Regions from separate parts of the Mus musculus genome. Here regions 1, 2, 3, 5, 6 and 7 are each linked to region 4. A link is a contact called in public HiCAR-type, HiChIP or PLAC-seq and promoter capture Hi-C data. All regions are on one chromosome and are shown on one strand. The core of a region is the stretch at or near the end of the contact, and the rest is flanking DNA. Distances in the headings are between cores, read along the strand shown.

Region 1 (3,661 bases), core at 168-2,667, 920 kb after region 4:
TTTGGTCTGCAGCACACACATACCTCACCATTAAACACCAATTGATATGGACACTCGTGAGACTTAGAACAGCCACAATAACCTTGGAAATGAACAAAAAAGTTTGGCGAAATCGCAGCATAATCAAGATACAAACCATAATCAAAATGAGACAACAGTAAGTGCTGGCGAGGACGTGGGGAACTCAGAACTCCCCCGTACCTATCTGCACTGCTGTGGACTGGAACACAGTCTCAGCTTCACAGGGCAGCTGTACTGATGAATGCCTTTGATCCCAAGCCCTTGCTAGGCAGAGGCAGGAGAATCTTGGTGAGTTTGAGGCCAGCCTGGTCTAGATTTTTTTTTTGTATTTTGTCTCATTATGTAGCCCTGGCTGTCCAGAACTTTACTATGTAGAGCAGGCTGGCCTCAACTCACAGAGAGCTACCTGTTTCTGCCTCCTGAGTGCCTGGATTAAAGCCGTGTGCCACCACACCAGGCTTCTTTTTCTCTTTTTTCTTTTTGCAAATGAGAAGTCTTACAACCAACTCAATCAACCTACACCTGTAACTGTAAGCTAAACCATCAGAATCAACTACATACACGATTTCAACTTTAGGAGCTCTTAAAACTCTTACAAGTGTAAAAACTGTCCCGACAAAGAGACACCCCCTACGTCCAAGAATATCAGCACAGAATCATGTTTCAGGGCTCTTCCAGGGCAATCTGAACGGCCAGGATCACTAAACAAGGTAACCTCTGAACTAGACAGCCCTAGTATGCTCGAGGGCGGGAGTCAGGAATGCTGAGCATACAGCCTGGGGGTGGGGTGGGTAGAGACTTGAGGGTGGAAGAAACCTCCATCCACCTTTCCACAGTAAAGCCCTGTCCAGGCCTGCACTCGCGTCTGCGGGGTTCTCGTTGTGAGTACCTACAATGTGACCACAGTGCTAGATGAGAGGACTACAGAGACAAGAGTACAGTGTACAGTCACAAACGCTCCAGGAGGAAGCACGGCGGAGAATGGCTTCCACAAGGTGATAACCCGGATTTCTCAAAGCAGGTAGAGACACTAGCAGGGAGTGACTCATTCAAGGGGGGCGAGGCACCGCCTGCCTGTGACCCCAGCACCGGGAGGCTGAAGCAGGAGGATTGCCGCGACTTCCAGGCCAGCCTGGGAAAGAGTATGTATGGGTGTGTCAAAACGACAAAACAATCTTGGAAAAAAGGACATGGGGTGGGGGGAATGGGCTGGGGCGACGCGCAGTGACGAGAATGCTAGGTCCCGTCCGCCCCCCGACCTGCCTGCACCTTGCCTAGCAGCCGTCTCACGCCCTCACAGTCGAACTCCATGGTCAGCAGGGGCGCGTTCTTCGGCCGCAGTCACTGGGCTTGTTTCAAAACACGCTGGGAACGGAGGCCGCACGGGCCCAAACTTCCGCAGAGGACGGTCCCCGCCTTCTGCAGTAGGCGGAGCTCGGGTAGGATGCATCCAGACGCCGCGCCCCGTCAGTCAGGTATCGACTAGACCCGGAGACCAGATCTCAGAGCCCCGCCCCGTCCCACCCCGCCCTTTCCAGTCCGAGGACTCCCGCGGGTTCTGCATCTACCTTTACCCTAAACTAGAGACTGACAGCCGCCCAGGGCTCCGGGGACTGGAGCGCCCTGCGAGGTGGAAAAATACCGCCCGCTTGCTGGGGGTGGGTGGGGTGGGGGTGGGAATTTAGCTAGGAAGAACCAAAGAACGAACAGATGCAAGCGACATGCGAGTTTCCTGGGAGACTAGAATTCAGCACAAAATTGGGGGGTGGGGGAGAATTATCAAAGTCAAAAAGTGTAGCCGAATTTTAATGTTCAAAATCAAGGTTTTGCCGGGTGATGGTGACGCACGATTTTAAATCCCAGCATTCAGGAGACAGGGTCAGGCTGGTCTCTGCCAACCTGGTCTACAAAGTGAGTTCCAGGACAGCCAGGGCTACACAGAGTGAGAACCACCTATAACTCCAGTTGAATAGCTTCTCACACCCTCTTCTGGGCGCTGCGTGTTCGTGGTGAGCTACTTCTGCACTGTACTTGCAGGCAAAACACCCGTACACATAAAGTAAAAACAAATTTCAAAAATAATATTGTCACGACTAACCAAAAACCAACTGCACAGAAATAAGACTCTTTTTCCTGACAAGTGTCACTAACAAGATTATTAAAATGGCTAGTAAGCTATGCTTAGAATCAAAACACATCAGTCTTGACCTACACATAGCAAAATGGCTTTTATTCTTTTGATCCATGTCTATATGGTCTTCATAAATCACCTTATAATATTACTTACCTTAGAAGAATTCTATGAAGAAATAAGTATACCACCACATTGAAAAAGCAATCTTATAGCTCATTCTCCTTAAGCCACATAATATTTTAAGTGTGCCTTGTATTTCTGCTTAATGAACTATCTTTTTCATTCTAATATCTCCTCAAAGTCTTTGTGCAGTAGCAGTCAAGATCCCTGCTGCAGCTGAGGTGAGACCCCCTGAGTTGAGGTTCCTCCAGCTTTATAGCTAGCAAAATCCATCTTTGTCTCTGGCATAGAACACTCACAATAACTTGTTAGAAGTGCAGACTCCTGGGGCTAGAGAGATGGCTCAGTAGTTATGCCAACTGTAACCCTGGCTCCAGGGGTATAGGGCATCTCTGGGCTTCCAGGGCACCTGCACTCATGTGCACGCGCGCGCGCGCGCACACACACACACACACACACATACACACACACACACATACACATGCATGTGCACACACATGAACACACATAGACACACATTTAATTGCAAAATGTTAAATGCAGGCAGGTAGACAGATGGTTTAGCTGTTAAGGGCAGTTGCTGTTCTTGAACAGGAACAAGGTTCAATTCCCACATAGCAGCTCAAGGCTATGTATAACTCTAATTTTAGGGGATCTGATGCCCTTGTGCCCTCCCTCTCCTACCCTTTTCTGACACCAGGCACTCTTTTTTTTTTTTTTAAAGATTTATTTATTTATTGTATGTGAGTACACTGTTGCTATCTTCAGACACACCAGAAGAAGGCATCAGATCCCATTACTGATGGTTGTGAGCCACCATGTAGTTGCTGGGAATTGAACTCAGGACCTCTGGAAGAGCAGTCAGTGCTCTTAACGGCTGAGCCATCTCTCCAGTCCCCAACACTAGGCACTCTTATGGTGCACATACAGGCAGCTCACACACATAAAATAAAGATGAGTAAATAAACAAGAGAATTTTGAAGAACTTATTTGTTGATATGAAATTGTATCTATTTGTTGGTATAGTTGATATTTTGAAATATTTATACGTTGTGGAGTGGCTAAATTGAAACAATTAGTATGAAAGATATAGACTTAGGCAAACAGAAACTCTAGGGCTAGTCTGAGAAATGTTTTGGATGCTGGGGATGGAAATCAGGTCCCCAGCTCTGTGGCAGACCTGTACTGCCAGCTGCCAGGCAGGGTGTTTCAGCTGCCTTCAAGACAATCCCGAAGGAGTGAGGTCAGGACACTGTACTATGGGGCTTTCTCCTAGGACTCTGGTTTATGAAGACCTTCCTGCCAGAGGCTGGAACATAGCTGTACTTAAGAAACTAGGCTTTGGGCTGGAGAGAGAGATGGCTCGGCAGTTAAGAGCACAGACTG
Region 2 (3,752 bases), core at 1,199-3,698, 630 kb after region 4:
CCTCAAATCAGAATTAGAGGCAGTTGTGAGCTGCCTGGTGTGAGCGCTGGAATCTGAACCTGTGTCCTCTGCAAGAACCACAGGGGTTTTTAACCACTGAGCTATTTTTCCACTCTTCCTGAACAATATGTTAGCAAGTTAAGAGACTTCTATAGGCCGTCTCTGAGGAACTGGACTGACAGTACCTTACATTTTAAATAGAACTTCAGAGACCCATTTTTAGATGGACTTTGTGGGAAATCCATACCTGGAAGATTTTCAGCACTTTTATGAGTCCTCCGACTTCATTCTCCAAGGAGAAGATGAGAGTCACTCTCCCTCTTTCGGAGGAATGGTCTTTGTTCTCTTTGTTCTCCTTGTTGTCTTCAATCATGGTGAATCTGAAGTGTGAAAGTTCAGATAAATGAGTGCTAAGCACAGAACTGGCCAGCAGGGGGCAGAAGCGGTGACTCCATCCACCTCCCGCTCCCATTCCTCTATCTGCAAAACCCACGTGTTAGACAGGCTTTTCCAGATGGAAGTGGGACAGAAGGTGAGACACTGCCTAGCATAGCCCCCAGAATGGCAAGAGAACCTCGTGTGTCTCTGCACTTCCCTTTCCTGTCCAGTCTGAACTTCACCCCCGAACTGAGATCTCACTGCCCATCAAATTCGGGTCATGAGTAGCTTCCCCACGTGCTTCACACACATCTTATACCCTAAGACGCTGTAAAGCCCCTTCAGAAAGGGGCCAGGCTTTTGTTTTCTTTGTAACTCAACTACAGCATACAGCTCTAAGGTGAGGCCATACGCTTCCTCTGGATCTTTGATGATGCACATCTTTCTGCTGTACTAAACACTTTCAGACTGGCCTAAAATCGGGTCCTTGTGCTGACAGCCACATTCCCACAACACCAGCAATGCTGCCTGTGGATCTGCCTAACCTTGGGGCATTCCTTCAACAACCCCATGATTTTCTCTGCTATTTCTCTCCCCCTTTAGCCTTCTATTTCCTCTTTGAGCCCCTTTCTAGCCAGGTAAGAAAAGGGTCACCCTTAAATGGAGAGGTTTACCCTCAAAGGCAGGGGTCACCCTCAAAGGCAGGAGATCACCCTCAAAGGCAGAAGATCACCCTGAAAGGTTAAGGAGTCACCCTCAAAAAAGAAGGAGTCACCCTCAAAGGAGGGGCAGGATCCTCACCTGAATAAAGATGTGGCAGTGTGCAGGATCCAGCACAGGAAATAAGACCGGCCAAGAAGAAGGCCATCTGTTTAGCAGCCTTGGCAGGGCATAGTGAAGGGTACGTGCACACCACCAACTCTTTCCTTAGCTTCATCACCAGTAAGAGAAGCTTCGAGGTCTCGTCTGGGAAGCACGGTGAGGTGTTTGAAAGTGGTGGGGGCAGAGTTTGAAGGTAGGATTGAAAGGTACAGTGAATGGTTTGGGAAGAATCCCCGGGGATAGTGGTTTTCTTTTCTAAATGGGATGTGGGAATGAAGTGGAGGTGAACTGTAAGCAGAAAGGCTTAAGCCCAAGGGAGACAAAGGAACCCTCCAGAAGTGCCAGGCAGAGGCTGCCTCCCTCCAAATGATCAGAAAGATCAAGGGCAGCAGCTACAACACATGGACATATGAACTCCAGTGACTGAGTCTGTGACCCTGGAACACTCGGTTAGGATCCCACCCTTGAGCCGGCCAGTGGTGGCATGTGTTTTTAATCCCAGCACTCAGGAGTCAGAGGCAGGTTGATCTCTGTGAGTTCGAGGCAGGCCTGGTCTACAGAGTGACGGCCAGTCTTCCATGGAGAAACCCTACCTTATAAAGGAAAAAGAATCCCACCCTTGCCATCCCACAGGCACAAGCTTCTGGGGCCTTGACCTCCACCTCCATTCCAAGACGGCTAGGGTGGACCATCAACCAAGTTCACTTAAAACCTCTGAAAATCAGATCATTACATTTAATCGGGGTTACTTTTACCTGGACTGTTAACTAGCCCTGAATCTCAAGGACCTATGCCTCTGTCAATTGTGACCTGGGATAGAGCTGCAGAGTGCAGATGTGGTGCTGAGAGAAAGGTCTAGCATCGAAGATTCCCTTCCTTTGATGGCGCTTAAGGGAAGGTTACCGTTATAGAGGAAGAAGAAAAGAGATATTACCCCTTGGATGGAAAAGAAAGAAGATTAATATGTTCTTGCTGGCAAGAAGTCACAGAGACACAGGGTTCCCAATAAAGCCGAAATCCAACGTGGGACAGAGTCTGCTCCTGGCACACAGGAGGTCCTCAAGAATAGGGTCTGCTATCCCCCAAGAAGCTCTAAAGGAACGAAGAGCAGAGCCCTGAGGGGTAGGACTTCACCTGGTTCCTACTAGAAGTTGATCCCGTCCTTGCTGGGAGTCTTCTGATCCGATGTCCCAGGGAGGGGCTATCCCACTCACCCACTCACCTCAGAGCCACTGGAGTTTAAAGAGTCACTTGAGGATGGGAGCTGACGCCTCTTATAGGAGAAGCGCATCGTCAGAACGGCCAATGGGCGCCGGGCGCACGGTTGAGGATATAGCAGTGCGGGAGGAGGGCGAGGAGGGGGCGGGAACAGCGCGGGTGTGGGCGGGAGCAGCTTGCCCTGACCTCTTAGTCGCTGTCTGCTGTCTGCTCTGCAACCCAGGCGCCGGTCTCATTCACAGCTATTCTCGTAGAGTTTTAATTAAGTTAATGTTGACGCATCCTCAGCCACAAAAAGTCTGAGTAAGATTAAACAATCCGTTTAGAACTTCCCTCCAAACCACCATCACACCTGCTATTGACACAATGACCTCCCGCGGGGCTTGGACCCAGTCTCTGGGATTAGAAACCAAAGCAGGACTTCCCCAGTCTCCAGCCTATCCCTGAGTTTCTGGGTTATCCTCCTGAGGCTGCCTCATCTTTCTCCTAGTGCAGAGCCTTATCCTTTAGGCAGAAGAACTACTGGACGTTTTAGAAGAGCTCACTACTCTTGTGATTAAAAAAGAAAAAGAAATGTACGATGCACGCAGATAACGATGCTGTGCCTGCTGAAATATCACTTTCCCTGCTATACGAACTCGGCTCAGAAGCCAAATAGCATTTATCTGTTGACGATCCGTTATTAGACGCTCTACTAAAGGACCAAAGCATGGTCCCTCTGTATCCTGGGGGACTAGTCTTAGGACACTTCTAGATGCCAGAGTCTGGGGGATGCTCCGGGCTGTTATAAAGAATGTATCATAGCATGCATATATCCTGTAGGCTTCATCTTTAGATTATTTGTCATACCCAATGCAATCTAACTGCTATGTACATATATATAAAATAGTGCTGCCTTGACTTAACAAGGAAAAAACTGCACAAGCAACCAATGCTGGCCTAGAACTCAACAATGCTCCTCTCTCTGCCTCTCCCTCTCCAGTGCTGAGATTCCAAGATAAGCCATCTGGTATGGCCGAACATCCGCTTTTCTGAGGTGTACATTTCTGAGTCTTGACAAGTTGATCCACTTGTCAAGTACGTAACCACTAAACACCAAACGATCAAATACAGGATATTCCCACCCTCCAAAGGTATTTGCTTGTCTCAGTCTTCTCCCCGACGGCCCCTGATTCCCAGGGACAGCCGCTGACCTGATTCTCTTTCTGTTATTTCACCTTTCCTGGAATGAGGGACATGGATGCTTCAGAGGCTGTGGGACTTTTGTGCCAGGCACACATCACAGTGCTTTTGAACTTCAGGTTTGCACAGGTTGTCAGTCCCTTGGCTGAATG
Region 3 (3,980 bases), core at 1,430-3,929, 610 kb after region 4:
TACAGATGAGGAAACTGAGGCCTGGAGGCTCAAGTGATGATCCAGTTACACAATTGGATGAGTGAGTTAGAAATCCATTTCTTCCATTAGTTCTTACTGTATCCATAAGAAAACAGGTATGTATAGGGAACCAGCCCAGAGATTAAGTCACATGACTCTAGACCAGCAGTTTTCAAAATGTGGGTTGTGGACGCTTTGGCAAACCTCTACCTCCAAAAATAGTACATTACAGTTCATAACTGTAGCAAAATTACAGTTACGAGGAAGCAATAAAAACAATTTTATGGTTGGGGGTCACCAGGGTCACAGCATCAGGAAGGTTGAGAATCCCAGCTCTTGCCTATTGCTCACGTACATTGCCATTGCTTTGTCCCCTTTCTCCTCCTCTTTGTGTCATTCCTTGGCACTAGAGTGCATTGCTGGCTTGACTGAGCTACCTCCTCTCCTAGAAAGTCACCACCATGAAGGCAGGGACTTGGTCTTATAGCTATTCTCCTAACCCTGAAACTGCACTGGCTGGCGGACTGTGGATGTCAGACATAAATCTCTCCACCCTGGAATGCAACACTGTTTAAGTGCACTGTCAAATAACACTGTTACAAACAACACTGTTGCACAGAGTGAAGCAGAGAGTATATCCTGGGGTTTCTGTCTTCTCTAGCTACCCCATTACCAGGCTTTCAGGCTGCTGAACATCTAAGAGAGAAGCCAGGCTAGAGCAATCCGGGGTTCATGCTTTGTATCAACTTCTGTGGTGCAATAAGGGCCCTAAACCCAGGATAAAGCTAGGTAAAGAAAAATTTAATATACCCTATGACAACTGTGTATACCTTCCTTCTTTACAAAGGGTCCAGACACAGCGTGTGCATACACACACACACATACACACAAAACACAAAACCACTTGGAACAAGATGAATTGTGTTCCTTCAAAATGCCTATGTCAAAGCCCTAACCTCTGACATACCAGAATATGACTGTATTTGGAGACACACCTTTAAAAAGGTAATTAAAGTTAAATGATGAGACAGACCATAATCCAGTCTGTCTAGTCTCTTCCCAAGACACCAAGGATGCCCATGCACAAAGAAACAGCCACCTGAGGCCCCAGAGAAACCAAAAGTGCCCACACCTTAATCTCGGACTTGCAACTTCCAACACAGAGAAAATAAATGTCTATTGTCTAAGAACCCAGCCTGTGGTGTTTTGTCACGGCAGCGGCAGCGGCAGCGGAGGCCAACTAATACATGCTCCCTGATTACGCAGCAGGAGGAATACCCCAGCAGGCCTCCAAACACACTAGGTTCAGCCCTGGTTCTGTCTCTGTCCATTCAAGGCCACAGCTGAAAGGCTTTTCCTATCAGGTGTTTTTCCTCTGTCCAAAAAGACAGCAGTCTCCAGGCTGGAAAATGACAGCAACACATTCAGTTACTAACGCCCACCCCCACCCCACCCCCCAACCCCCACCTCCCACCCCCCCTGCCAAGCCTCGTTCAAGTGCTACTTCAAGGAGTTGAGCCAGCCAGCCAGGCCAAGCCATGCTCTCCTTTCTGACAGCCTTACACTCAACAAGTGAAAGGTATATAGATAAATTCTAATTTTGGCAAAAAACATAGCTGTTATGGCTTCCTCTATCACAAGAACTGGGAATAGCTATGTATTTCCCAAACATTAACAGATGGCTGTGCACACAAGTACTCATTCATTCGTTTCATTCGCTCGTTCATTCATTCATTCATTCATTCATTCTTTAGTCAACAAATATTTCCCTGGGGTCTACAAGATGCCAGGCACCAAGAGAGACAATGTGAACACCACTGGCTCAGTACTCGCTCTCAAGAACACCTCCGCTGTAGTCAAGGAGACTGCCGTTAACAAATCATGCATTCCATTACAATTTTGGTATTTAATACTAAGAACAGCAACACCCGACATATGCATGCTGTCACGCATGTCCCCCACACTCGTGGGTATAAAGCCTCCTCTCCAATCACACGGAAGGATGACCATAGGTCAGTCAAAGTGCAGTGTCAAACCTGCCCAGCCCAGACTTCCACACCCCCAGAAGAGAAAAGATTTGGTCACAGCCGAGTAACAGCAAATACGCAGGGTCTGTGCCTTGCGCGGCCATACTCCACAGGCCTCACATCCACAGGACGCTCCCCAGGGTGATGGCGCTGGAAAGAAGCCTTCCATCCTCCAAGCAAAAGGCAGGTTCGATGACACAGGTGGCCCCAGGAGCTCTGGGACCGAGATCTCTCTGCCAAGCCTCCACGCTGTCTTTCTAGGCAGTCTGGCGGCCGAGCGCTTTCCCAGAATGGATGCTTTGCTCTGGATGCAGGGTCCTCCCGAAGTGCTTCAGTCCCTCGGGTCCTCATCCCACAGCTAGCAGTAGGCCCCTCAGGCACTGCGGGGAGACCCTCCCTCCGCACCCTCTCCTCCTTGCTGCAACCCAGGATCCTCCAATCCAGGACCCTAGCTCGGGCCGCCGCCTCCCAGCTCCCTGCCACCCACGCAGACGCCGGGAGCTCCCGGGTCTCCTCGCCCCTTCGTCTCTGCCCTAGCCCGGGGGCGGAGCCACGTACCCAGGCGAAGAGCACAGCAGCGGCAGAGACAGTCTCGGAGGCGCAGGACTCCCGCGCCATGCACACGCTCAGCCGGCGCTTCCGGGAGGGCTGACGCGGGGCGGGGCCTCGGAGGCCAGGGGCAGGGCGAGTCCGGGAGCTGGGCGCGGTCAGCGGGATGGAGGCGGGGTAAAATTAGGGATTAGGAGGGGCTAATGGGACTGGAGCAAGACGTAGCTAGGTATGGTCCTGCCCTAGAGCGCCGGGACTCAACCAAAGCACTGTCAGCAGGCACCTCGCGGCCGCCAGGGAACACACCCGGAGGTGCCTTACTACACCCACACTCGTAATTCTGCACCATGTTCAGTAATCTGGAAAACTCGCCACCTGTCCCACGCTGCCCAGAGCAGATGACCTGACAGGGGTGCAACAGCACGGTGGGAAGGGACCTGAACTGAAGATGGCAAGAGTCCAGTCCTGAGTCTTCACGAAGCTACCTTGGCCCGCTTCGCTGTGCGTTTGGGAACCCGAGAGTCTTGGGGAGCCGTGTTAGCCTTCCACAGCGGAAACCCACTACTGGTGACACAACTGGGGCTGGCTATTGTCTGATGTGCCCCTGCGTTCTCCCTACTCTCCGCGGCCCCGCACCATCTGCCCTAATTCTAATCACGAGCATAGATAATTCTCATCCAAGATAGATTTTCATACAATACAGCTTTCTATCAACGTTGTCGTGATGTTGGTGAGAGTTTAGTAATACAGTGTACCAGTGCACACTGGGGGAAATGGAATTTGGAATCTGGAATCTGGAAGGAGGACAAAAAGATCATGTCCCATTTAAGGCGATGATCTGCATTCGTAGCTCTGGCCCCTGTACAGACAGGTCTCAAGGCCTCGCCTTCCTTTTCTTCCTAGACCCTCACATTGGAAAATGTGTCAGGGAAGCTTCTGTCTAGGTCTCACCTGTTCATGCTACTGACATGTTACTGTCTGCTGTGTCTTGTGAGGGAAGCCACCCTTGGTCTTTCCTCCTCCACACTGTGGTTTCTTGAAAAGTTTGGTGGTGGTGCTTAGAAAGATCCAGACAAGCCAGGCAAAGCTGCTCTTACTCCAGAAAGAGAAAATAGAAGCCGTGAGAGATTCCATGTGCTGTTCACCGGTTTGCTGTTGCCATTTTGATCACTTCTTTCCAGCCTGTTCTAATAGGAAGTCACAACAGGGTATAATAGAAAGGTGTCTTACCAGCAGTTCCGGAAGCAAGAAATGCCAGTAACTTGCACATTGCACGGTAAGGTGGACTTGTGCGGGTCTTGTGCATGCTGTCAACAGTCTCTGGTTTTACAGACAAAATCCCAGCACTGAAGAAGAGAAGTGGGCACAAAGGCCCCTCCCTGACGAAGAAGCTATTTGCAATCA
Region 4 (4,036 bases), core at 441-2,940:
TGAATTTCAGGCTTAAGAGAGAAAAAAAACCTCAAAGTGTTTCTATACAAGTTAGAGTTGGGATCAAAATAAAACGTAAATATCTTTTTTAAAAAAAGATTCATTTATTTATTATATGTAAGTACACTGTAGCTGTTTTCAGACATCCAGAACAGGGCATCAGATCTCATTACAGATGACTGTGAGCCACCATGTCGCTGCTGGGATTTGAACTCAGGACCTTCGGAAGAGCAGTCAGTGCTCTTAACCGCTGAGCCGCCTCTCCAGCCCCATAAATATCTTTTTAAATATAATTATGAACTTAGTTAATATGTTTTGCAGAAGAAAACATCATTTAGCCAGGTAGGTGGTATATGCTTTTAATCCCCAGCACTCAGGAGGCAGAGGCAGGGGGATGTAAGTGAGTTTGAGGCCTACCAGGGCTACCTAGTGAGATGAAGTCTCAAAGCCAAGTACAGCATCATTTGTAATGGAAAACCATGTCAACAGAAATACATCATTGGTAATAAAGAAGCCAGATGCACAGATTTCTTTATGTGCACATGTGTGGGTGTGTCAACACAAAACCAGAGCTCTCATCTTAAGGGGAATAATAGATAGTTTATTCTGGAGCCATTTTGAGCCATGGCCCAGGAACACAGATTCCAGATTACCTCAAATTCTATCGTCCATCATGGAAGCAGTGTGAGGTGTCAAACCTGGGACACACCGCTGAGGTGCCTATTTAACATATTAAAGCGGACCTGGCCCCCAGGTTCTATCAGCAACACTCAGCTCCTAACTCTTACAGGGCCACCATGGCTGACATCCCCCATCCCCTGCCCTGAACTCTCCAGGGCTACACCTCTGTGCCTCCTGGCTGCTGCACTTGGTTCCCCTCTCTCCACTCTCCCTTCCCCTCCCTGTCTCTTCTCATGGCTCAGGGTCACGTTCACTCTGGACTCTCCCAGATGTTCCCGCCTCTGGCTGTGCTCTCCCAGATGTCTATAATAAACCTTCTGCCCCAGCACATCCATCAGAGGACGCCTGGAGTATCACTGTCAGGTAGGAAGGTGACCCACATCCTCGGAGACTGAGCTTCTTACTGTTCTCCCCTTAGACTAGACAGTGAGCCCCGGGGGTCCTCCAGTCTCCACCTCCCCAGTGCTGAGGTTGCTGGTGTTAGCATGGTTCTGGGGGTCAAACTCAGATCCTTATCATTGTGAGACACTTTACTGACTGCCGTCAACCCAAGACACCCCCCAACCCCCCACCCTTACTCTCTGGTTACCCTAGTACTCTCTATGTAACCCAAGCAGGGCTAAAGTTGCCCAGGTTGGTTTTGAATGTGCCCTGTGGTTCAGGCAAGCCTTAGACTTGTTTGGCTAAAACAAAATTTTAATATACAGTCAAGCACTGGTAAGAGATGGCGTCGTGGGAAAAAGAACTAAATAACACATTTCTAAAGGGCTTTTTGAAATTACATCTGGCGTGAAATATGTGAGTCAAAAAGACTTGGGCTTTGTTGAATACATTAATCAACAAAAAAGCTCTTAGCCGTGACGATGACTCTGAAGTGGAAGCCTGTCTGGGCTGTTCCTTCCAGAGGCTGCGCAGAGTCCTCCAGGACGCCAGAGGCGCAAGCGGCCATCATTCCGGGCGGATCGCGTGTCGCGTCGGTCTTTCTTGGGGGCGTGGGCGCAGGGCCGCGGCGCGCCTGCGCAGAGCAGCTCCGGGGCGGGTCCTGGGCTTGTCAGCCCAGCGAGGAGAAGGAAGGAGCCGGCTGCGTGCGGTGTGAGGGGCGGGACCGGGCGGGTTGCGGAGGGTAGGCACGCGGAGGCCGGGCCATGCGTGCGGGCCGGTGTGCCGCGGCGCTGCTGCTGCTGCTACTGAGCGGCGCGGGGCGCGCGATCGGCTCCGAGGACATCGTGGTAGGCTGCGGGGGTTTCGTGAAGTCGGACGTGGAGATCAACTACTCGCTCATCGAGGTGAGCCCCGGCCGCGCGTAGCCGGGTGGGCTGGATGACCCTTGGCCAGGCTCTCGGCTGCTCTGCACTCTTCCTCAGCCGCGCCGAGGAGCGGGAAGGCCGAGAGGGTCTGCCCGACCCCGGCTCCCCCATACCAGGACCTCCGAAACTCTAATCTGCCCAACCCATATTGCAGAACTTGGAAACCACACGTGTCACTCTCCGTACTAAAGACCCCAAGGCTCGGACTTACCGCTCCTCCATCCTCCCTGGGATGAATTTAAAGATGATCGATTCCCATTGCTAAGTCCTGACATGGAACAGTGTAACAACCTCTGGGGCTGCGAAGCTGCCCTACCTTCCCCACCTCTCCTTTTTAAAGTTGCCAGCCACCTTGCATAGTTGCTGGAATTACACTAGAGATTTGTGGAGTTATTTTTGACTGAGTCGAAAGTTAATGTGAAGTGGTTATCAACCCGGTGGGATTCTGACCCAGAAAGCCTGTGAGAAGAGGGGGTGGGGTAGAAGTAGACACAGGGGATTGGAGAGAGAGCTAGGCTAGGTTTTCCCAGGAGGGCTGGTAGTGCTGCCAGAGAAAGGAGGGAGATGGGAAGAGGTAAAGACTGGTGCCCAAGGAGGAGAAATGTGGAGGTGCCAAAGAGAAGGGCACCCGAGAGCCCTTTGAGCTGACCCAGTGGGGCCGGGGGGAAAAGGTGAGAAGCCGTTCCCACCCTGAATTCCTGTGGGCGTAGCCTTTCTTCAAACTACCTTTCTTCTAGGTGGGGTTAGAGGTGGTGTAAGATTTCCCGACGCGGAGAATCAACTGTCATCTTCCAGGCTTTCTCTGTAGAGTCCCTCTACCTCGTTGGTTGATTTATAATTGATTTTCCAATTTTTTGAGACACAGTATGGCCTTAGATTTACAATATACCCAAGGCTGGCTTTGAACTCTGGACACTCTTGCCTCTGTTTCCCACAGTGCTGGATTACAGGAGTATGTCCTGGTTCCATGTCACCAGGGGCCGTGCCACCTACTGGCTTTGTAGCATTGGGCATCTCAGAAGCTGCCCTGGAAGGCTTTTCAGCTTGAGCTTTCTGCAGCTTTGAGAGGAAGGAGAGGACAGTCAGGGGTGTCAGAGGACAGTCACCTCACCCCTAAGCACTAACAGGGATTACGAGAGCAGAGAGTAGGTTTTGTGGTCCATTGTGAACTGTGGTGCTCCAGCCTTAGGGCTCCTTGTCCTCCTCTCTGAAGCAACCCATCCTTTTGTAATCTCTGCTTACAACATCAGACATCTCATGCATGTTATCTCCACGGAGGGTTTTCTGAGCTGTACTTCACAAAAGACTTGTACTGCATGGTCCAGAGAGAAGTATGGCAGCCATGCTTTTGATTTTGAATTAATGGGCTTCTTAAATACATGTATAGTGAGAGTTTGAGTTTTTTTTTTTTATCACAAAAAATATTATATGTTGTCATTTTAATCCCATGTGTGGGACATGGGGCTGCCTCAGATTGTCCCCAGTATCTGATGATGATCTCCCTCAGGCACTAGCAGGACAAATTTTGCCAGCTGCAGATAGTTTCTGTGAGTGTGTGACATTTGGAATTCTGGGGACTCTTCAGAGGGAATATAAATGCTAGGGCCCTGAGAGGTGGGGTGTTGGTTGGTTGTTTTAGATATCCTGACAGTAAAGATCAAACTTGCCCTGAGGAACTGGTTGGTCACCCCTAATCAGCAGGAAGCAAGCAGTCTAGCAATGACTTCGCCCCCTTTCCCCTCTATCGGTTTTTCTCTCCTATCTGGTGTTAGGGACTGAAAGGGTGGAAGGAAAGGGGGTGGAAAAGGCTGGAAGAAAAAGAACCCACAAAGTAGCTAAAGGTATGGTTACAATGTAGCAAGCCAGAGTACAATAATAAACAGCAACCAGCAGATACACAGATGACAATGCAGCATCAAAATGAGTGTTCAAAACAGCCATTGACTGAAGAAGTCCGCTGGACGCAATACAGGGAGCCCTGGACAGAGCAGGGTGTCCTTCCTCTCACAAACAAGTAACAATGTATGGAGGTGATACCATCAATTCAG
Region 5 (3,757 bases), core at 481-2,980, 810 kb after region 4:
GCTGCTGCACAAATGCTGCTGAGAGGAAGGAGGCCTATCTGTGTTCTGCATGGGGTCCAGAGTCCTACTCCTTACCTGTGAGGGGGTCCCTGAAGGGTGCACAGGCCACAGTATAGGGTGATGAAAAGAGGGAGTTTCCATTCTGTGGGTATATGGGTCTAAGGGAAGGGAAGAAACAGTATCCCTTCCCAGAATCCTTCTGGGGTCAAAGGAGCTTGTGTGCACATGAGGTTTCCACACGTGTGTTTTCCGCACAAAGCAATTTCCTAGCAGATGAACCTGGCCTGGGCATCTGATAACCCAGTTTACATTCTGCTTAGAGCACTGTATTCCACAGGTTAATAGTTCAGTCCCATGGGACTGCCCCCAATCTAAGACCATAAGCACAAGTAGTTACTACATCTCCACCTGTGCTTCCCCCTCACCACTCTACACTGAGGTATCCACAAGGCTCTCCTCTTCCTCTTGCTTGCTACTTGCTCTGGTGTCTCTTAGAACTCACCTTCACTTTTTTCTTTTAAAAAGTTAAATTTCATTTCTCTTGTTCTGACTTTTTTAAAAAAATAATTTTAACTATATATAGGGGGAGAGAGACTCTATGAAGGTCAAGAGGGTATTGGAACCTCTGGATCTGGAGTTACAAGCTTTTGTGATATTAATGGCAGAGCCATCTCTCCAGGTCCAACTGTTTGACTTTTTAATTTTTTTAAATTTGCGCTCTGCTGAGGGACTCAGGCCTTGGTGTATGCAAGACAAGTGTCCCTGTCCTGGCCACACTCCTAGCCTGTTGTTTGTTATAAAAGAGATCACAAGGGATACAGACAAGCGAAAATAAGGGGGGGCTGTGAGCTTCATTCCCTCTCACATGATCCCTGCATATCCAGCACCCTGCAACCAGCTTGTTCAAATCTTGCTCAAGACTGTAATAGACCTTAATCTGCAGTGAACACATCCCTTCCGGGGAGATGGGTGAGCAGGGTTGAAAGTCACAGTTCTTCCCATCACTAAGGAAATCAAAGCAGTTGCAAACTCCATTTCACATCCTATCAGTGGTGGAGTACCTTAAGATTCACATACGGTTGATCGGGAGCTGGGAGAGGAACAGGAACTGGCCTCACAGCTTAATGAGACCTCTAGAAAGACGTTTAAAGGCAGAGGGGGTGTGTGAAAACAAGCAAGGGCCCTGATACTCCTTGGTAAGGCTAAACACAAATGCCTGCGGGATGGCATGGGAGAGGGCAGATATGGATGTAAGCTGGCAAGCCATCAGAAGCTGAGCCGCACCCCCCTCCCCCCATGGTTTGGGAGATGGAAGTGGGGCAGGAGAAAGGCCCATCTGATAGGCTGCTATGGCGGATAGACCGGCACGGTGCTGGCATGTGCTTTCACACAATATTTACTGAAGGCCTGTTGCTTGCCAGGAGTTGTTCCCGGCGCCGGGAACAGCAATGAAGAAAGTGACCAGGGTTTTTTCTGAGTCTCACAAGTTTTCCGGTGAAGGAGGCGGAGGATCGATGCATTTCGGGCTCCTGCTTCTGAGGCTGAGGAGCATGTCGGGTTGGCCTTTCTTTGGGGTGTCGCAGCACACGTGGAGCCACTCTTGCAGGGACATCGTGCTGCGCGCGCCGCCCCGGTCTCGGTGGCGCCTAGCCCGGCTGGACGCCCGCCCCCGGCCCAGCCTACACGTGGGTTCCCGCACGTCCGCTGGGCTCCCACTCTGACGTCAGCGCGGAGCTTCCATTTAAGGCCCCGCCCGCGTGCTGCTCTGCGTGCTGGAGCCACTGTCGCCGAGCTCGGGCCACGCTGCTTCTCCTCGCCAGTCGCCCCCCCATCGTGCACTAGCGGTACGGTTGGGCCCCACGCTGCCGGCACAGGGGGTCCCTATCCGGGGTGGAGGTGCAGGGTGTTCAGATTTGGGCACGCGTGGGCTACTGTGCTTTGGGGAACTGAGCAGGCGGCCCCACCCAGCCTGGGGCGGCGAGACCCGTGTAAAGAGGACTAAGGGGTGGCTGGCCTGAAGGTTGGGAGCCACCGAACGGGGGCGAGGGAGCGGTGCGAAACTTGAGCTCCCGTAACTCGAGCCCATGGGGGCCGAAAAAGCCTTGGCACGTCCGGGGCGGGTGCTTCGGAGCAGCCGTGCGGTTTGCATTTTCCTTTGCGTGGGCTCGGTGGAGTGGTTGTTTCCTGCAGATTATAGGGCGCTCTTGCCCTAAACGCATTTTGTTAAGAGGCTCGCTCCTGGTGTGACTGGGGATCGTGCTAAGCGCGCTGCGTGCGGAGAGGAAGCGGGAAGAGTCGCAGTCCTTCCTCTGCACCCTAGACGGAAGGAGGAAACCTGTAGCTGAGAGGCCTGCGACACCCATCGGGTCGTAGGTGGGAAGTAGAGGCACCCTGTCCTAATAGAGCACAGACTTGAGGTTTGCGTGAAGTAGATTCTCTGAGGGAAGAGCCCCACGCCCTGCCCCCAGTCAGCAGAGACCTCACAAGGCTGTCTAGAAATAGCAGCGGTTGTAAGGAGACCGGATTCCTGCTTGATGGCCCTAGGCTGCTTGCCCAGAGATCTTGTCCAGTCCTTTTGCACTTTGGAACGATTTCAAAAATAGACATGGTGCTTGCTGGGAAAGGTGGCCATCGCGGGGGTGGGAGTGGGCTCCAGGCCTCAGGCCCTCCGCAATTGTATCCCCATTTTGGAACTGAAGAAATTTCCCTTAGCGGCCACATCCTGGGTAATGAGGCCCCGCCCTGGTGGGTGAAGGCCCTAATCCTGTTAGTGGCATTTGAGATCTCACTCTGGCACCAGGCTAAGGTGGCTGCCAGCTCCACTTCACCGCGCTTGTGCTTTGGGCTCTAGTAAGGGCCAAACTTTGACGCCGAACTGCCTGCCAGAGGTCTCATCCATGGCCAGCAGTCGCTAGACCTATATATATGACACCTGATTCTGAAATTGCGCACGCGCACTGCCTTCCCCCGCCTGCCAGTCTTCTGGATCTGGGCTGGTCATACAACTTGGGTTCTTGCGGGGGTGGGGGGGTTAGGAAGGAAGCTTGCGCGTGCGCAGGCTTAAGCACGTTGCTATGCCTTGGGGTCGCACCTTGTGGCCGTTATTGGCGCCCTCTGCTCTTGATTTTTGGTACTTCCTGGAGCAACTTGGCGCTCTACTTGCTGTAGGGCTCTGGGTGATGGGAGAAGAGCGGGAGGGCAGCTTTCTAACCATATAAGAGGAGATACCATCCCCTTTTGGGGTTCATCAAGATGAGTAAGTCCTCAGGCGGCTACACGTACACGGAGACCTCGGTATTATTTTTCCATTTCAAGGTGAGAGCCTTCCTGGTGAGAGCCAGACCACACCCTGGCGCTGGCTATTCTTGGTTTTCCACTTCTGTTCTTTGTCACATTGTCACTTAATGGAAAAGGAGTCCAAAGGTAGCAAAGTCAGCGTTTTTTTTTTTTTTTTTTTAAATACAGGGACTTGGTGAGTATACCTTGGGCAGGTTACAATGACACACGGTGTATACCCCTTAGGTCTCAAAAGATTCAAAGTCCAAGATGGCAACCCTCAAGGACCAGCTGATTGTGAATCTTCTTAAGGAAGAGCAGGCTCCCCAGAACAAGATTACAGTTGTTGGGGTTGGTGCTGTTGGCATGGCTTGTGCCATCAGTATCTTAATGAAGGTAAGTGGAGATCCTTCATGGCCCAAGCCTATGGGTGGGGTGTGGGGGAGAGGACATCCCTACATTGTCACATTGTATGTAAAAC
Region 6 (3,590 bases), core at 885-3,384, 890 kb after region 4:
CTTACACTGGCCTACAAGGCCCTTCAAAATCTCTCACATCACTAAAGCTCAATGTCAAACAGCACTACTTCCTGTAGCTCAGTCAGTCTCGCTACCAGCCTTTTGCTGGTGAACTTCTGCTTCAAGCCTCTGCGCTTGTTTTTCCTTCTTCCTAGAACTGTCCTTACCCCAGACTGTTCCAGAGCTCATTTCCTTCTATGCTCAGGTTTCTGGTCAAATAGACTTCTCACAAAGCCCTCCCCTTACCATGCAAAAGAAAGCCACAGCCTCAGCACTGTCACTGCCACCACCATCTCTTCTCGCTTTACTTTCCAAAGCTGTTGTCAACTTCCCAATGCTATTGCCATGACTTTGATAGTGGCTTCCACGTAATCAAGCTCAGAAGTACAGGTTTTAGTCTGGTTGATCCCACTGTCAGATCCCTACAATTTATGGAACAATAGCAGCTTGTGTTTTGGAGACAGGGTCTCACTATGAAGACCAAGCTGGCCTCAAACTCAAGAGATATACCTCCCTTTGCCTCCCAACCCATAAACATGTATGGCACCAGTTCAAACTCAATAACAACTTTTATTATGACCACTTTCTCCTCCCCAGTTAGTAGTGACTCATCTTCTATTGTAAAACATTGTATGTAAAAAACAGGTTACTGGTATGAACAAAGTAGAGAGTTATTTGCATAAAGAACGATAGACTAACTGTAGAAATATACTTAATTGGTAAAAATCACAACCAAAAATGGTGCTAAAAAAGTCTGCTTAGGATGGGAGATAAGATGATGTTCAAAGGAGAAAAATGATCTGAAGCGAGGTTAAAACACCAAAACTGTCTGTCTCTCTCTCTGGGTGAGCCAGAATGTCTTGATAAGGACAGAGATCCCCAATCAGATGAAGTTAATGGGCTACATCTTCTAAAAGCTTAATTGAGGCTTTGAAAAACAAATGATTTGAAGGTAAAACAGTACTATATCGACCTTTACCGGGACCTCGTACATTCCCCCAGACCCCTGTGTCATTACAGATAACTACAGGGAAAAAAAAAAAAAAAAAAAGGAAGCCTAAAAGATTAAATGGTTAGACAACCAAGAGACAAGAGGTTTGGTCTTCAAGGACTCAGGGAAATGACTTTACTAAAAAAGATCTAGTTTTACAAAGAATAAAAAAAGAAGAAAAAAAGAAAAGAAAAATTTTATGTTTTGAAATGCGGTCTCACTGTGTATCCCTGGCTGGTCTGGAACTCACAATCTGTCCTGATCTGTCGTCAACTGCCTACAGAGCGCTGGAATTAAAGGCCTGTGCCACCACGCCCAGCGTATTCGTGTTTCCTTGTAAACTAGAAACTTCTTAACCCCACGATCTCTATTATTGCTCTGATAAGAGCATCAAAGTCAACTTCAATGACTAAAGGAGTTAGGGCTCAACTACGTTACATAAATTTCATTCCAATTAAATTTGGTAAATTACAAAAAGCAAGGCATTCTGGAGTCCGATGCGCAGTATTAAGTACTAAGTAGCTAATGTGCAAAATATCCAAAAGGCCTTTTAAAAAGTGAGAGGAAAAAAAAAAAACCCACAACCAGTCAAGCAGTAAGAATTTTTAAGTTCAACTCAAAGTAAACAAGCAAACAACTGCGTTAATCACAGTTAATGCAAACAATGGAATGCAACTGCAGAGTTCTCTGGAGCGGGGAAGGGCTGCCAAGCTCGATTTTCTGGCTGCTCTACTTCAGCGAACCAATTGCACCAAGAGTTCCCGAGCTCCGGTGGGATGTGCCGGGTTGGGCCGGGGAGAGGCGCGCGGGGACTGGTTCTGAGCAGGGCCGGGCTCCGGCCGGCGGGGACCGTCAGCAGCGCCGGGCAGACAGCAGCGGCCGCGCCAGGCACGACCCCGCTTTTGTTTATGGAGGCGAAGGCGGGAAGGGCCGCTCCGCAGAGGGAAGGCGGCCTAGCCCAGCCCGCGGGGCCGCCCCGTAGGGCGCGGGCTCACCTTGGACATCATCTTCTTCAGCTGACTCTCGGACACCGCCATGGCGCGCTCCTCCGTCCCCACAGGCAGAGGGTAGGCGCCACGGGGCCGCCCCAGGCCGCCAGACAATCGCCGCCGCCGCCGCCCCGCCCCTGCGAAGCAGGAAGCCGGCACGTTGTGCTTCCGCTTCCCGCGCGTCACTTCCGGGGCCGCTGGTCTGCGGTGCGAAGTCGGGCGAGAGATCAGGTCCGGTCCACGGGTGCCCGTGGTGCGGTTGTTTGCAAGCCTTTCGCGGTCCCGAAGTCCCGGCCCTCTCGCGAGCCTTGCCACCCGCTGCGGCTCGGAAGGTCCTGGGCTCGCGTCGCTCACAGAACTAGCTCGTGGACACTCTAGACACTTTTAGGTGACTGCGCCCGAGGCACCTCTGATTATCACATCCGTTTTTGTTACTGCAGTTTAAACGCTCGAAAGCCCTTCATGTCAAGTTCGCAAGGGCAAAGGAGATTTTTTTTCCCCCGTTAGGAAGCTATGCGGTAATTTTCTCCTCTGGATACTTTCCCCTAACAATTCCAGTGTGCCCACATAAAGATTAGACAGGCCGCAGTCTGCCTTGCTTGAGGGCAGGCTTCTTTTCAGATTATAAAGAATTTACCCCTTCAAACTTCTGAGTTTGAAGCCTCTCCAGTGTTAATCCCAAAAAGGCAAGGAGCAAGATCATGGACCCAAATCATCATAGCCAAATTAATTAAAGCAAGCAATTAATTAAAACCTTTTAATTTGTGTACAGGAAGTCAGCTTTGGACATAGGCTAGAAAATTGGTCTTATAGCTCAGGGGTAGGGAGTTTCCAAATGGGTGATTTGGCAGGTACATAGGCGGGTTACAGGAACAGAACAAAATGGCCATAACACATCTTGTGAAACAAAGACGTGGTTGCAAGGGGGTCTTAACAAGGTACTCATGACAAAGTGACCATGACAGGTGGTTATAAGGACAGGTGGTCATAATAACCTTTTGAAACAAAGGCATTGGGTGCCGTATAGAAACATTTGAAGATAAGGTTACAGGTGGGGCATAGCCCAAACCCTTGAGAAACAGATTTAATCATAAACAGGAACGATGCTGATGGCTTTCAAGCCTAAAAATGGAGACAGGCTGGCCTCATCACCAGCCCAATTTTCAGATCTTAATTGCCTTGTAGAATACAAGAGGTGATACTCAATCTCAATTGAGTTTCTATTTCCAATAAATGCTTGTTAGAGGGGCTGAAGGGATAGCTCAGCAGTAAAGAGTACTTGTTGCCCTTGCAGAGGGTTAGGGTTAGGTTCTCAGTTACAGGGACTCCTGATAGCCTCCATGGGCACCAGGAATGCAGATGGTACACACACATCCAGTGCAGGCAAAACACTCATGCTGGTAAAATAATCTTTAAAATAAAAAGCGACATATTAACCATCAATTCTTATTACTTTTTATTTTTTAAAAAAGATTTATTTATTATTATGTCTAAGTACACTGTAGCTGTCTTCAGACACTCCAGAAGAGGGCGTCAGATCTCATTACAGATGGTTGTGAGCCACCATGTGGTTGCTGGGATTTGAACTCAGGACCTTCGGAAGAGCAGTC
Region 7 (4,055 bases), core at 1,480-3,979, 600 kb before region 4:
CCACCTTGGACTCCATGTTTGAAGTTCAACACACTAGAGTGCTGAGCTCATTCAATAAACATATCCAAGGGCCTCCTGAAGAAGCAGCTAGCACTGTCTCCCCTCACAGGAGAAAGATATGAGTAAACACCTCCTGGAATGTTTGAGGCACTGGAGTCCCCACAAAGCGAGCACGCCAATGTGTATAACAGCCAAAGGCCACTCACAACCATGTGTCCGGTATACGGTCTATTCAAATATGGACTATTACTCGGTCTATTCAAATATGGACTATTACTCAGGCAGGAAAAAAGAGTGAAGCTCTGACCCCAACACACCCAGGAAGACCACTGAGAGGTGCTGAGCGAGTGGGCTCCCACATAATAAAGACTGCACGCAGGGGCTGGAGAGAAGGGTGGAGGACTCTTGGCCGGTCTTCCTTCCAGGGGACCGAGGCTAAACTGACTGCACACATGTGGTGGCTCACAGCTGACTCTAACTCTGGTTCCGGAGATCCAATACCTTCTTCTGGCCTCCTCAGGCATAGACGTATCCGGAGGGAAAACACCCATACACAGAAAACATGGTGAATAAACCCTCACGTTGAAGGATTCTTTTTTGTTGTTGTTGCTTTGGTTTTTTTCGAGACAGGGTTTCTCAGTGTAGGTAGCCCTGGCTGGCCTTGAACTTAGAAATCCACCTGCCTCTGCCTCCCAAGTGCTGGGATTAAAGGCATGCGCCACCACTGCCCAGCTTGGGTTGAAGGGTTCTTATATGAAGTATCCAAAAGAGATGCCAGAAATACAAGGTAGACTAGTGGTTGCCAAAGGCTCGGGGAGGGAGGTGTGGGGACACTGGAGGGTGCCTGCTAGGATGCACTTCTGCAGCCACTGGGGAGGCTGAGTCAGAAAGAGTGCCTCGAGTCTGGAGCTAGCCCAAGCTAAAGGGTGAAAACAAGAGACCGATAAATCCAGGCGGTGGACCCTTGAACATCTTTTCCTATTTTTTACGAACCTAAGAAACCACAAAGCTAAGCGGCCCTCAACCACAGCTCAGGATGCCTCCTCCTGGAATGGAACAAGGCCTTCCAGGATAGCCCACAGCCCAGGACCATTTACTGCCTGTCTCTTGCTGTGGGAGCCTTCACCTTCCTCTTTTTGTAGGAGATTGTGTGGACTGCAGGAGCATGAGACCCCCAAACTACTGTCACACACAGGCAAGCAAAGGCAGGCCCTTCCTCACCATGGTAACAGCAACAGACGCCACTGACCTCCCTACAACTTGCCTGGGCCCAACCCCAGAATCAAGGACACCACAAGGCCACAAGATTTCTTCACTGGGAAGTCTGAGGAGCTAGTGCCAGGCCCAATATGCCCGGTCTCACTTCCTGGGCTTTATTCGCTCACTGTAACATTCAACTAACTGTGCGATGGCACAGACACGTGCCCTAGGTGAGGTTCTGAAAAATACAGTCTCTGGACAAGACCCCATGCTCTGAACCCAGACTCTATTTCTCTTCCTCACTGTCACACTCCTGGCTTCGGACACACTTTCCTGTGACCTGTGCTCTCAAGCACACAACACAACTTCCCACTTACTAATCTTCCCCAGAAGACCAGGGTACCAGTCTCAGACCTCGCAGGACACTGGGATGAGACTTTGGAACTGGTCACTGACTACATCAAGAGGCAGACGAAGTTTCCAGAACGCATTGTGGGATGAACCACGACTCTGTCACTCCAGGCTCTGGCTAGTCACTCATTCACAGAGAAATCTGAGTGTCTACATGACTCTTCCATCAGACCCAGGATTCTTTCTGTTGTTGTTTCTCTGTGTAACCCTTGGCTGTCCTGGAACTGGCTCTGTAGACCAGGCTATCCTCAGACTCACAGAGATCCACCTGCCTCTGCCTCCCAAGTGCAGGCTTTCACTACCATGCCTGACATCTAGGATTCTGAATACATTGTTGCCTTCTCTACTAGCTTCTAAAGCCACAATGAAGCTCCTTCCTCAGTGGTCAATACACTTCCTCCACATCCAGGAGTCCAGGTCCAGCCCTCTTCTATTAGGCCCAGGCACCCTCCCTAGCCCTCCTCCTCCTCCAAACCAGGCCTCATCCACTGTGATCGTCCCTCCGATCTAGGGATTCAGGCTCTAGCCTGCCTACCTCAAACACAAAGGTGCACACACCAGCCTGCTTCCCTCAGACCCTGGTATCCTCTCCTCCCAACACTTCCCACAGATCCATGTGTCCTCCCAAGCCCTCCTTGGCGACTTCCTCAGCCCCCTTCCGTCAGATTCATGCATTCTCCTCTGCTCTCTTCCTTTAGACACATGCATTCTCCTCTGTATCCATTGCTCAGACTCGGTGTCCTCAGCATCCTCCCTCTGACTCGGGAGTACTCCCCAGACCTCCTCCGTCAAACCAGGCATCTTCCTTATCACTCCTCCCTCAGATACAAGAGTCCTCTCCAGCTCCCTCCTTCAGACTCTCTAAGAAGGGTCATTGTCGGTCCTCCACATGCACCCAACACTTACCACGGTTGCCATGATGCACACCAACCGCCAATGCCTCAGCGGAAACGGAAATCGGCTAGGAGCGCGGTCTTTATCCTCTCTAGGCTCCCGGTCATCCAGTCATCTCTATGGCCCATAAGATATATAAAATTCCTGTAGGGGGCGTACACTAGGCCGCGCCCAGCCCGCGAGGCTAAATTGGAAAGCCGGTGTTCTGAATCCCGGGTGGGTTCCTGACGTCTCTTGCTCCTCCTCCTCTTACCTAGCCTCCTCCCCCCTCCTTCCCCCCCGCCCTGCAACTGCTAAGTCCGATTGCAAAATTCTGAGCACATTTTGTAGCAACCACACGTCCTCCACGATCCCTTCCCTCTCTGTCCAACCTTCCTCACCAAATTGGGCCTACAGCTGAGATTGACAGCTCTGTTCACCAATCACTTCCATGCTGCGTAGAAACAAGCCCCGCCCCCGCAGCTCCCCAGGAGCCTCTGGCCAAGGAAACTGGATTCTATCCGCCAATAAGTAGACGCAATAGCCCCCGCCCCCCAGCCGCCGACCAATCGTGCTAGACCAGCAGGGTGGGCAGTGCCTCCTGGCGGCCACGAGGCTTCACTGCAGCTGCCCGCCCGATTCAGTGTCTCAGCTCACCCTACCTGAGTCGGAGCGCTCTGGGGCGGGGGTGCGGTCGTGCAATAGGAAGCGGAGCGCCTTGCAAGCTTCCCCTGGGACACCCGCTAACTCTACCGGTCACCAAGTCTGCTGCGTTCCCAGCCGATCTCTCTGGTTTCCAGTTTTGGTGCTCGAAGTCCCCTGCCCGCAGTAGCCATGCCTCTCAGCCGCAGTCTCTCTGTGTCCTCGCTTCCAGGATTGGAAGACTGGGAGGATGAATTCGACCCCGAGAACGCAGTGCTTTTCGAGGTGGCCTGGGAGGTGGCCAACAAGGGTGAGAACGTCAGCGTTGGTCCCTTGACCAAGAAGGGCAGGCGAGGATGGGGCCCCGAAACTCCGTTTCAGACGGGAAAAGAGTTACGTGGAGGAGTCTTGGGTCCTGGGAAAAGCGCCTGTGACTTCTGTGTCCTTGTGAAGGGGCTGGAGTAGGCGTCCTAGGCCCTGGGGGGAAGGGACAAGAGACTACTCTTAAGATGGAAGGAGGCTTCAGGTTCTGCAATCTAGGGAAGAGGGCACTCAGAGAAAGATTCCTGGGTCTTGAAGGGAGGTTTTCGAGGGCCGAGAGACCTGAGATCTAAAAGTGGAAGGAGTTAGTGCATCTAAGCCCAAGGAACACTGGAGCTTTTGGGTCTGTGGTCCAGAGGACGTGACTGTGGAGTTGGGGTGTTCCTAAAGGTTGGGATTCATGGATTTTTCAGGGGGCATAGCGGACCTGAACCAGTGTAAAGCCAAGAGGGGCTTGGAGACTCAAATTCTTAGATACAAGGTGGGAAAGAGTTGGGAACTTGAATGTCGAGTTTGAAGGAGCCCAGGGCCTAAGTCCTGGCTTCCTATGTAGTGAGGTGCCTCCCTCCCTGTGGACTGGGAAAGCTGGAAGTCCTAAGTTGGTCAGG

Evidence for each region. Promoter capture Hi-C pulls out the DNA fragments that hold promoters and counts their contacts. HiCAR-type assays count read pairs that join an accessible place to other places. HiChIP or PLAC-seq counts read pairs in DNA pulled down with a chosen protein or histone mark.
Region 1: an H3K4me3 HiChIP or PLAC-seq map of bone marrow-derived macrophages shows a contact between it and region 4, with 4 times the contacts expected there. The contact joins the promoter of Uevld here to the promoter of Nomo1 in region 4. A contact is called at or near these places in 2 of 39 promoter capture datasets (liver and pre-B cells), 1 of 115 datasets of contacts at active chromatin or transcription factors (bone marrow-derived macrophages) and 1 of 9 other capture datasets (liver).
Region 2: a contact with region 4 is called in an H3K4me3 HiChIP or PLAC-seq map of embryonic forebrain, with 5 times the contacts expected there. The contact joins the promoter of Tph1 here to the promoter of Nomo1 in region 4. A contact is called at or near these places in 1 of 39 promoter capture datasets (neural stem cells) and 2 of 115 datasets of contacts at active chromatin or transcription factors (embryonic forebrain and embryonic stem cells).
Region 3: a contact with region 4 is called in a HiCAR-type map of astrocytes, with 3 times the contacts expected there. The contact joins the promoter of Sergef here to the promoter of Nomo1 in region 4. A contact is called at or near these places in 2 of 39 promoter capture datasets (the 3T3-L1 cell line and maxillary cranial neural crest), 1 of 115 datasets of contacts at active chromatin or transcription factors (astrocytes) and 3 of 9 other capture datasets (adipose tissue, embryonic stem cells and liver).
Region 5: a promoter capture Hi-C map of liver shows a contact between it and region 4, with 2.8 times the contacts expected there. The contact joins the promoter of Ldha here to the promoter of Nomo1 in region 4. A contact is called at or near these places in 4 of 39 promoter capture datasets (HPC-7-derived erythroid cells, embryonic stem cells and liver), 2 of 484 Hi-C or Micro-C datasets (embryonic stem cells and liver), 3 of 115 datasets of contacts at active chromatin or transcription factors (bone marrow-derived macrophages, large pre-B cells and pancreatic cancer cells) and 1 of 9 other capture datasets (liver).
Region 6: a contact with region 4 is called in a HiCAR-type map of fibro-adipogenic progenitors, with 7 times the contacts expected there. The contact joins the promoter of Tsg101 here to the promoter of Nomo1 in region 4. A contact is called at or near these places in 1 of 39 promoter capture datasets (cranial neural crest) and 3 of 115 datasets of contacts at active chromatin or transcription factors (fibro-adipogenic progenitors, pro-B cells and stem cell-derived neural progenitor cells).
Region 7: a contact with region 4 is called in a promoter capture Hi-C map of pre-B cells, with 2.2 times the contacts expected there. The contact joins the promoter of Ruvbl2 here to the promoter of Nomo1 in region 4. A contact is called at or near these places in 1 of 39 promoter capture datasets (pre-B cells), 1 of 484 Hi-C or Micro-C datasets (CD8 T cells) and 1 of 115 datasets of contacts at active chromatin or transcription factors (large pre-B cells).

What each region holds. Positions count from the first base shown.
Region 1 is chr7:46,957,101-46,960,761 of GRCm38.p6, forward strand. Uevld (UEV and lactate/malate dehyrogenase domains) reads right to left here and starts at 1,418. Exons shown (of 12, transcript NM_001040695.1): 1 at 1,291-1,418. The coding sequence starts at 1,332. Gm39012 (a long non-coding RNA gene) reads left to right here and starts at 783. Exons shown (of 2, transcript XR_882075.3): 1 at 783-1,163.
Region 2 is chr7:46,664,929-46,668,680 of GRCm38.p6, forward strand. It overlaps Tph1 (tryptophan hydroxylase 1), which reads right to left and starts at 2,449. Exons shown (of 11, transcript NM_001136084.2): 1 at 2,335-2,449; 2 at 248-380. The coding sequence starts at 373.
Region 3 is chr7:46,637,128-46,641,107 of GRCm38.p6, forward strand. It overlaps Sergef (secretion regulating guanine nucleotide exchange factor), which reads right to left and starts at 2,680. Exons shown (of 11, transcript NM_013789.2): 1 at 2,586-2,680. The coding sequence starts at 2,645.
Region 4 is chr7:46,032,006-46,036,041 of GRCm38.p6, forward strand. Nomo1 (nodal modulator 1) reads left to right here and starts at 1,691. Exons shown (of 31, transcript NM_153057.4): 1 at 1,691-1,967. The coding sequence starts at 1,827.
Region 5 is chr7:46,844,074-46,847,830 of GRCm38.p6, forward strand. It overlaps Ldha (lactate dehydrogenase A), which reads left to right and starts at 1,731. Exons shown (of 8, transcript NM_010699.2): 1 at 1,731-1,844; 2 at 3,523-3,672. The coding sequence starts at 3,547.
Region 6 is chr7:46,917,835-46,921,424 of GRCm38.p6, forward strand. It overlaps Tsg101 (tumor susceptibility gene 101), which reads right to left and starts at 2,135. Exons shown (of 10, transcript NM_021884.4): 1 at 1,987-2,135. The coding sequence starts at 2,028.
Region 7 is chr7:45,431,735-45,435,789 of GRCm38.p6, forward strand. Ruvbl2 (RuvB-like protein 2) reads right to left here and starts at 2,730. Exons shown (of 15, transcript NM_011304.3): 1 at 2,518-2,730. The coding sequence starts at 2,529. Gys1 (glycogen synthase 1, muscle) reads left to right here and starts at 3,105. Exons shown (of 16, transcript NM_030678.3): 1 at 3,105-3,436. The coding sequence starts at 3,319.